Regions from separate parts of the Rattus norvegicus genome. Here region 2 is linked to region 1. The links are chromatin contacts, called in public Hi-C maps. All regions are on one chromosome and are shown on one strand. Each heading gives the region's core, a stretch centred on a gene start, on an enhancer-like site or on the middle of the called end of the contact. The rest is flanking DNA. Distances are from core to core; before and after follow the strand shown. Region 1 overlaps Pde7a (phosphodiesterase 7A). Region 2 overlaps Pde7a (phosphodiesterase 7A).

Region 1 (3,364 bases), core at 403-2,902:
TGCCCTCCTGAGCAGCACTTGTCTGTGTGCCTGGCTCCTGCTGGTTGGACTTCTCAATTCCTCTACTTTCTTACTCATCTTCCGGCCAGCCGGCGGGCCTGCCTACCTTCCTTCCTTTCCAAGGCATTTTATTCATTCAGCACCACAATCAGATGGTGACCTTCAGCAATCAATAGTGTCTGTGTGTTACTGAGCTGTACAAGAAGTCTCTATTAGGAAACTGTCCTTCTCTGTCTGAAGTTATATAGTAAAGTGTGTGGACACTCCTGCAGACCCGTGCTTAGCTGTGTGTCCTTACAATTGTCATGTTTTCTTTCCAGACAGAGTGTCTCAAGGTCCCTCACTGTCTGCATAGGGTCTGGCTGTGGTCTCTATTTGTTCTCATCTGCGGGAGGAAGCAGGGAGACTAAAGTTTCTAGTGTGTGTGACAGCAATTGTTCGTGTGCACAGAAGGTGCTAGCTACTCAGCTTTTTCTAATTCCTATTTTTCTCATAAAGGATCCTGTAATGATGTTTTGTGTGTAAACCCTTCTCACGGAGTCTGACTCCCTCACTCCTCAGAGATAGGGCAGGCAAGTGAAAAAGCTTGTGTCATTAGTGTGTGACACACAGGCCTTGCTGGAGAGTACAATTCCTATGAGTAAATTAGTTTCCAGAATTGTCCTGGGAGAACTTCCAAAATACAATCTAATAAAGGGCCAGGAACTACAGATCAGTAGGAAAACACCCATTCTGTGACACTGTTGGAAATATGCATTTTCTTCACACCTGATCCCCCTCTACCCCTTGTCTCTGCCTGCACCCCCCCCCCACCCCCGGAGAAACAAAAGCAAAGTCCTTACACTGAAAACTCCAATAGTGCATCTTCTAGGGCAACGATTAAGTCTGGAAGGCTGCACCTAGTCTTCCTTTCAACCTAGTTAAACCTGATGCACTGTACAGGGAGCCATCAGGCTGAATGAATACTAACATTTAGGATATAGGAAAGAGGAGGCATTTGGAAACGGGAAGGAAGCCAGTACCCTTCATTAGATAATTACTAAAAAGCTCACCCTCTGGCCAAAGTACACGAAAACCCAACTCTCTTCCCAGTACTCAGATGGGCTCACTCTGGGACACAAAGCGAGTTATTACTCATTTCCCAGCACAACAGACAACAGATTGAACTTGTCTTATTAGAGCTCGGCCATTATCAAGTTTGGACTATTGAAACTTCCCAGACTTGTTCTGGTTTTCACGCAATGCTGCTTTGTGATAACAGCTTAGAAAGCTGAAGGCATACAAAAGTTCACGTTTTTATCAGAGAGTACCCTGCTCCATGGCATAGCCGTAGACCAACCAGCACCACCAAAGCAAATGAGCAAAGGCACTGTGTCCAGGCATCCTTTCTCCATATTTCTGGACCAGAAAATAAAGTGGAGAAGAGTAGGTGATTTTTAAAAATATACTGTTTTCCCCCTCATCATAGTAGAAAGTAAATAGGAAATACAAGTTCTAGGCTAAGAAGAGAAAAGGGCTGGAGACAGCTACACTGAGCAGCAGGCTCCTGTCTTTCCCACAGGGACTCCCTGCTACCCAAGCCACACGCAGCAGGGCACAGCTATGAGATCAGAAAGGTCCTTCGCGGAAAAGCCCTTGGCTCCCGGAAGACACAGTCGCCTGCTGCAGTAACCCACAAGGGGGCGCCCTGTAATCACTTCCTCGGTGCACAAAGACTTACTAGGAAATTACTGCTCGGGTCTTCATTTTTATAAAGTACTTTAAGGTTTTAGCTCTAGCTTAGTCAATTCTGTGCGGAACAAAGATTGAATAAAACTTCTAAATATTTTCTGTATTCTAATTTTTCTTCCCCTTCCCCAGTTTTCCTTAAAAAAAAAAAAAGTGCAAGCCATATCTAAAAGTCATTTCAAACAGGGTAATTGTAGTTATCCTACATATATGAGACACGTTTTTCCTAAGAAGAATTTTTCGTCTTAGCATGTCTCAGCATGTACAGACAGACAAGCACTGCTCCAGGCTGCTGTGAGCAATGTTATCCAGATGCCTGTGCTGAGAATGGAGACAGAATGGAGGAGTGGGTGAAGACAGGCTGAACCCCTGAGGTCTCCAGCTCCGTAAGGTAAAGCAGATCACTTAAGGTCTCTGCATGCCGCTCAGCTCTTTATCTGTAAAGGCTTCTAAGGACTGAAGGCTGGCAGCAATTGAGACAATACACACAATGTCTCTACAGTTTTGGGGAAAGAAGCAAGCGCTCAATAAATATAATTATAAAGCATAAATTATATGTCTATTACAAATGCTAATTATAAACATTAAGTACTTCAAAAACATAACCTTATACTTTTAACTTTTAAAATTCGATTTATTTTTTATGGTTACATATTTAATATTGAAAACCATTGTGTATGTAAGTACTTCAGAACTAACTGCAAATTTACCAAATTTCAAAATACTCTGATAGAACGTCAAATGTATATGTACTAAAAATGTTACTATGAATAGTAAGTGACCCACTCACGATCTCAAAGTAGAGGAATTCTACTAAGAACAAACTGTATCATCAGTATGTTCCTCTTAAGCAACTCTTATATCCCTGGTTTACAGAATTATTGATCATTCTGATGACTTAATGATTAAATAAGAGATACAAAGTTCTTTGAAACTCTTCTTTTTTGGGGGGAGGGGGTCAAGACAGGATTTCTCTGTGTAGCCCTGGCTGTCCTGGAACTCACTCTCTGTCACCCAGGCTGGTCTTGAATTCACAGAGCTTAACTTGGCTTTGCCTCCCAAGTGCTGGGATCAGAGGCAGAGCCAGCCACTACATGAAATTTTCAATTCCCTATTAGTCAGCTGGGAGAGAAGGGGAAGGAAGTACAGAACTTCAGCAGTGACTTCTTCAAAGAACAGTTGCAAAATCACATCAGGGTGAAGTTCAGCCTCACCAGCTCTGTAGAGTCCAGAGGGCAACAACCTTTAAACAGGATTAAGGTCCAATCCATACCAGCCTGCCTAGTTTATGCAACAAAGCTACTGAAGATAACTATAATACTGGCTTCTTCCAAGTCTGGGACAAAGCAATGAGAACCAATGGTTCTTAAATGCAGCTATTGGAGAACATTCTGGAAACTAGCCTGACATTTCCTAATGCATCAACATGGCAGTGCTCATCTCCACATGAACCAATTGGTAAGGGAACTTCCATGAATAGGAGTAGGAACTGGTCACTGGCAGGGGAAAAGGATGTAGTGTGTGTGTGTGTGTGTGTGAGAGTGTGTGTACACATGATGGTGCCAGACGACAGCTTGCAGAAATGATTCCCTCCTTCCACCATGTGGATAGTGGCAACTTAATCCAAGTCTTCCTG
Region 2 (3,915 bases), core at 230-2,729, 52 kb after region 1:
ATACAGAAAACACAAAACTTAAAGCCATTTGTGCCCATTTCCTATGGCTGCTACCACACAGTACTACAAATCAGAGGAATTAAAACCAGAGACATTTCTTCTCCCCAGTTCATGTGGGAGACTCACTGAGGAGTGTGTGATCTGAAGGTTTCCCACTTCCTAGTTCCTGCTGAATCCAATACGCCTTGGGTTTGCTGATGTGCTGCTGCCTCAGGCCATCGCTCAGCAGGCAGATCCACTTAGCTTCCTTCCAGTGCACCTTGGTCTCTACATATCCCCAAAGACACCCACTGTTGAATTTAGGTCTTGTCCCAATAACAAATGATCTCCTCTTATATGATTATAAAGATATTTACTCTAAGTCAGGTCACACTGTGAGGTTCCTGCCAGAATTTATGATACATAAATTTCAGCCATTGTCTATCAATCAAAACCACAGTGGGTTGCTTTAGTTGAACTTACTCATCTAAGGTAATACAAAAAATCTTGGGGTTCTTCATGTAATTTTCCATTTTTTTTTCCGGAGCTGAGGACCGAACCCAGGGCCTGAGAGAGAGAGAGAGAGAGAGAGAGAGAGAGAGAGAGAGAGAGAGAGAGAGAGAGAGCGCGAGCGAGCGCGCCCCATCACACCTCTATACTTTGTATCCATTAAGCCTGCAGTGTTCTCTTCCATGCTATACATTAAACACTACGCTTGGCGTCAGTTTTCTTTATAGCTGAATTTGCATGTTACTACAACTACACATTATTATACTGAGTGAAGTAATATAGACCTTTTATTTGTGGAAGTTAACTCAGACTCTTTATAACGTGGAGTAACTATAGATAGTAACGTGGAGAAACCTAAAAGGGCCCATGATAGGGATGGGACAACAACCACAGGAACACTAGAAGGGGGTAACAGGACACAGTTGCTAGGAAAGGGGGAACATGGGAGAAGATGACTGGGGAAGACTTACCTGTGGAGGGAAGAGAAATGGCAAGACTGCTGGAGAAGTAGAAAAGACACACAAGATGACTGAAAAGGCCACAGGGAATAATTTTATGCTTGCTTAAAACTGCCCTCAACACGTGCACACGTGTACACACACACACACACACACACACACACACACACACACACACACTCACACACACACACTCACACACACACATACTCACACACTCACACACACACACACTCACTCCTATGCATATATGTTGTTTAATTGAAGATATTCTAATTAAGGTTAACAATGCTTCCCTAAACACCATTAACTAGCAAATACCCCAGTGCCAGGCACAGGAAACCTTTTGAGTTGTTGCTCAAGGGAGTCCAAGAGACCTCAAAACAGCGTAGGATAGCTGCTGCCCTTGGTACTTTCCAGAAAATGCCCTTTTGAAGACACTATACACTTTGGACACCAGATCTGGAGGAATCTGAGGACTAGCTCACACAGTATTGAAGGAGTCACACAACCTGCCAAGGGACAAAGGCAATCAATGGCACCATCCTGCAGTGTCAGCAAACCATGACGCCCAGTGTGGAAGGCTCTGAAAGGTGCCATTGTGGCACTTCTATCCTGGAGGAAGAATCTAGCTGGACTGAAAATTAGAAATTGATGATAAATTTCCAGGCAGGAGATATTACACCTAGCAATTGTGCCAAGAAGGCAAGATACAAAGGAACAAACTGTGTGTGTGTGTGTGTGTGTGTGTGTGTGTGTGTGTGTGTGTGTGTGTGTGTCTTTTATCTGAAGATTCAGGAAAGCTGGGAGAGGGCCGGTACTGTGGTCACCAGGAGCTAAAGGTGGGTAGAGCAAAAGGGAGGGCAGGTGGGGGCTGGTAGTGTTGCTGATCTGAGAGCAAAGGCTTAAAACTACAGGCTACAACCTTCTAAACACAAAGAGGTTGCACAACACTTGTCTACTTGAAATATATCTATGTTTACAGTTAATGTCAGGCTCAGGAACACAGTGATGAATACATTACTATTTTACTAAATTCACTAAAGTCTGGTCTTCTCAGAATTTTAAAATTCTACTTGGACAATGTTCACACTGAACTAATAAATTCAAATCATTTTAAAATGGGTAGGTTTCCAAGAATATCTTTGTTGATTTTAGATTACAAAAAGTTCTCATTACATAATAAGAAATCACCAAAGTATAAAGATAGTGAAAACTGCCACAATTTTCACTACCCAAAGACAGCTACAACCTTATACATCTTATGTATTGATATTCTGGTATCTATAGCATCATCATGATTTTACCTATAAATATAGATGCTACCTAGGAAGCTACATTAATTAGCTAGGCATGGTAACACTTGCCTATCATCCCAGCACTTAGAAGGTGGAGGACAGCTGCACAGTGAGATCTCAAAAATGCCTTCCCTCCCTGAAAGAGAGGGAGGGAGAAGGGAGGGAAGGCAAGCAGGTAACTTACCATTTTCAACTAATTTACTCCCTCACTCAAATGGTTGTGTAATTTTCCCATGATAAATCTGGCTATATGGCATCACTTTATTGAATATTGTTTTCTGTTAAATTAAAATGTCATCAATTGATTTGAGATATAGCTAGCTGGTTGAGTGCCTGCTTAGCACATCTAAAGCATTGGTTTTGGTCCTTAGCACTGCAAAGATAAAATACTATAAATTTAACCAATTCTCTACTGGCGAATGCTACAATACCTTTTATTTAATACAAAGTGTTATATAGAAAGATGCAGATACAGGGTTGACAAAATGGTTTGGCAGGTAAAGGTGTTTGCCACTAAGCCTGATGACTTGGGTACATTCCCAAGAACCCACATAGCAGAAGGAAAGAACTGACTCCTGCAAGTCATCCTCTGACTTGCATACATACTGTAGCATGCGCAGGCACAAGCAAACGCGAAAGCGTGTGTGCATGCACAGTACACACACATTTAAAAAAATCACGGACATAAATCTGAACCTATTTAAAACTAAAATGCTGCATTGACAAATTCCAGGATTCAAAAAAAGTTGTTATAGTCACTTAAAAATTTTCATTTGCTAGGCTGAAGAGATAAATGGCTCAGTAATTACCAGCAATGACTGCTCTTCCAGAGGAACCAGGTTTGATTCCTAGCAACCAAGCGATGGCTCACAATCATCTCTAAACTCCAGCTCCATTCCTATCCCCTACCCCTACACACACACACACACACACACACACACACACACACACACACACACACACACTCTCACACTCATTTTACAAAGAATAATCATGTGCTCACATCTTGCCAATACAAGAGTAGTTCCCTGCCCTCCCTCAACAATCATTTGTTGTTTCCTTTGCTATCAGAAGCTGTGCACATTTTCTTATGTGCTTCTTAGAAAGCTCCAATCTCCTGACAACTATTAACAGGTATTCTTGTTTTTAAGAGTCAGATGATACTGCCTCTGTTAAAATCAACTTTTTCACCCTTTCATTGTTTTTCTTAAAATGTTTATATAATGAACTGACACAAAAAGAGATTGAAGACAATTTAGAAAGAGTAATGGATGACTGAAGTTACACTCCTAACTTCTCTGCTTTCCAGCTGTGTAACCTACACACTCTGTATACCTTTAAAATGTTGGGGGTGGAATTATTAAAACTGTCCCTTTCAAACATTCTCAGAGTCATGAAAACAGCTGAGACTAAGAATAATGAAAACCACGGAGAAGGCAGGCATGGCGGCACACAACCGCAACCCTAGCATGTGGGAGATGGAGGAAGGAAGGCTCCAAATTCAAAGCCCAGGCTGCGCAGTGACTCCTCCCACATCAGAAAAGACACATGCCTGTACAGCCACAAGGATAAAACAACAGTAAGGAGACAGATAACACAGCAAGCAGCAGCTCTCGTTATGTCGAGCACACTCCTGAAGTCTTCAGGAGACTGATCGGGACCTCAACTTC

Evidence for each region. A called contact is a pair of places that touch in the nucleus more often than the background predicts.
Region 2: a Hi-C map of liver shows a contact between it and region 1, with 4 times the contacts expected there. The contact joins two enhancer-like sites. A contact is called at or near these places in 8 of 12 Hi-C or Micro-C datasets (the Rat2 cell line, Schwann cells, frontal cortex and 4 more).

The regions. Positions count from the first base shown.
Region 1 is chr2:103,654,484-103,657,847 of GRCr8, forward strand. All of the region lies in intron 3 of Pde7a (phosphodiesterase 7A), which reads right to left. Among named protein-coding and RNA genes, the nearest start is that of Mtfr1, 61 kb to the left of the region's middle. Within about 2 kb of position 1,653, at least 11 of the 93 cell types and tissues checked have an H3K27ac peak or open chromatin away from gene starts, as enhancers often do. A contact at or near this core is called in liver, where this site is marked.
Region 2 is chr2:103,707,107-103,711,021 of GRCr8, forward strand. The region is part of intron 1 of Pde7a (phosphodiesterase 7A); the gene reads right to left. Among named protein-coding and RNA genes, the nearest start is that of Pde7a, 14 kb to the right of the region's middle. Within about 2 kb of position 1,480, at least 3 of the 93 cell types and tissues checked have an H3K27ac peak or open chromatin away from gene starts, as enhancers often do. A contact at or near this core is called in liver, where this site is marked.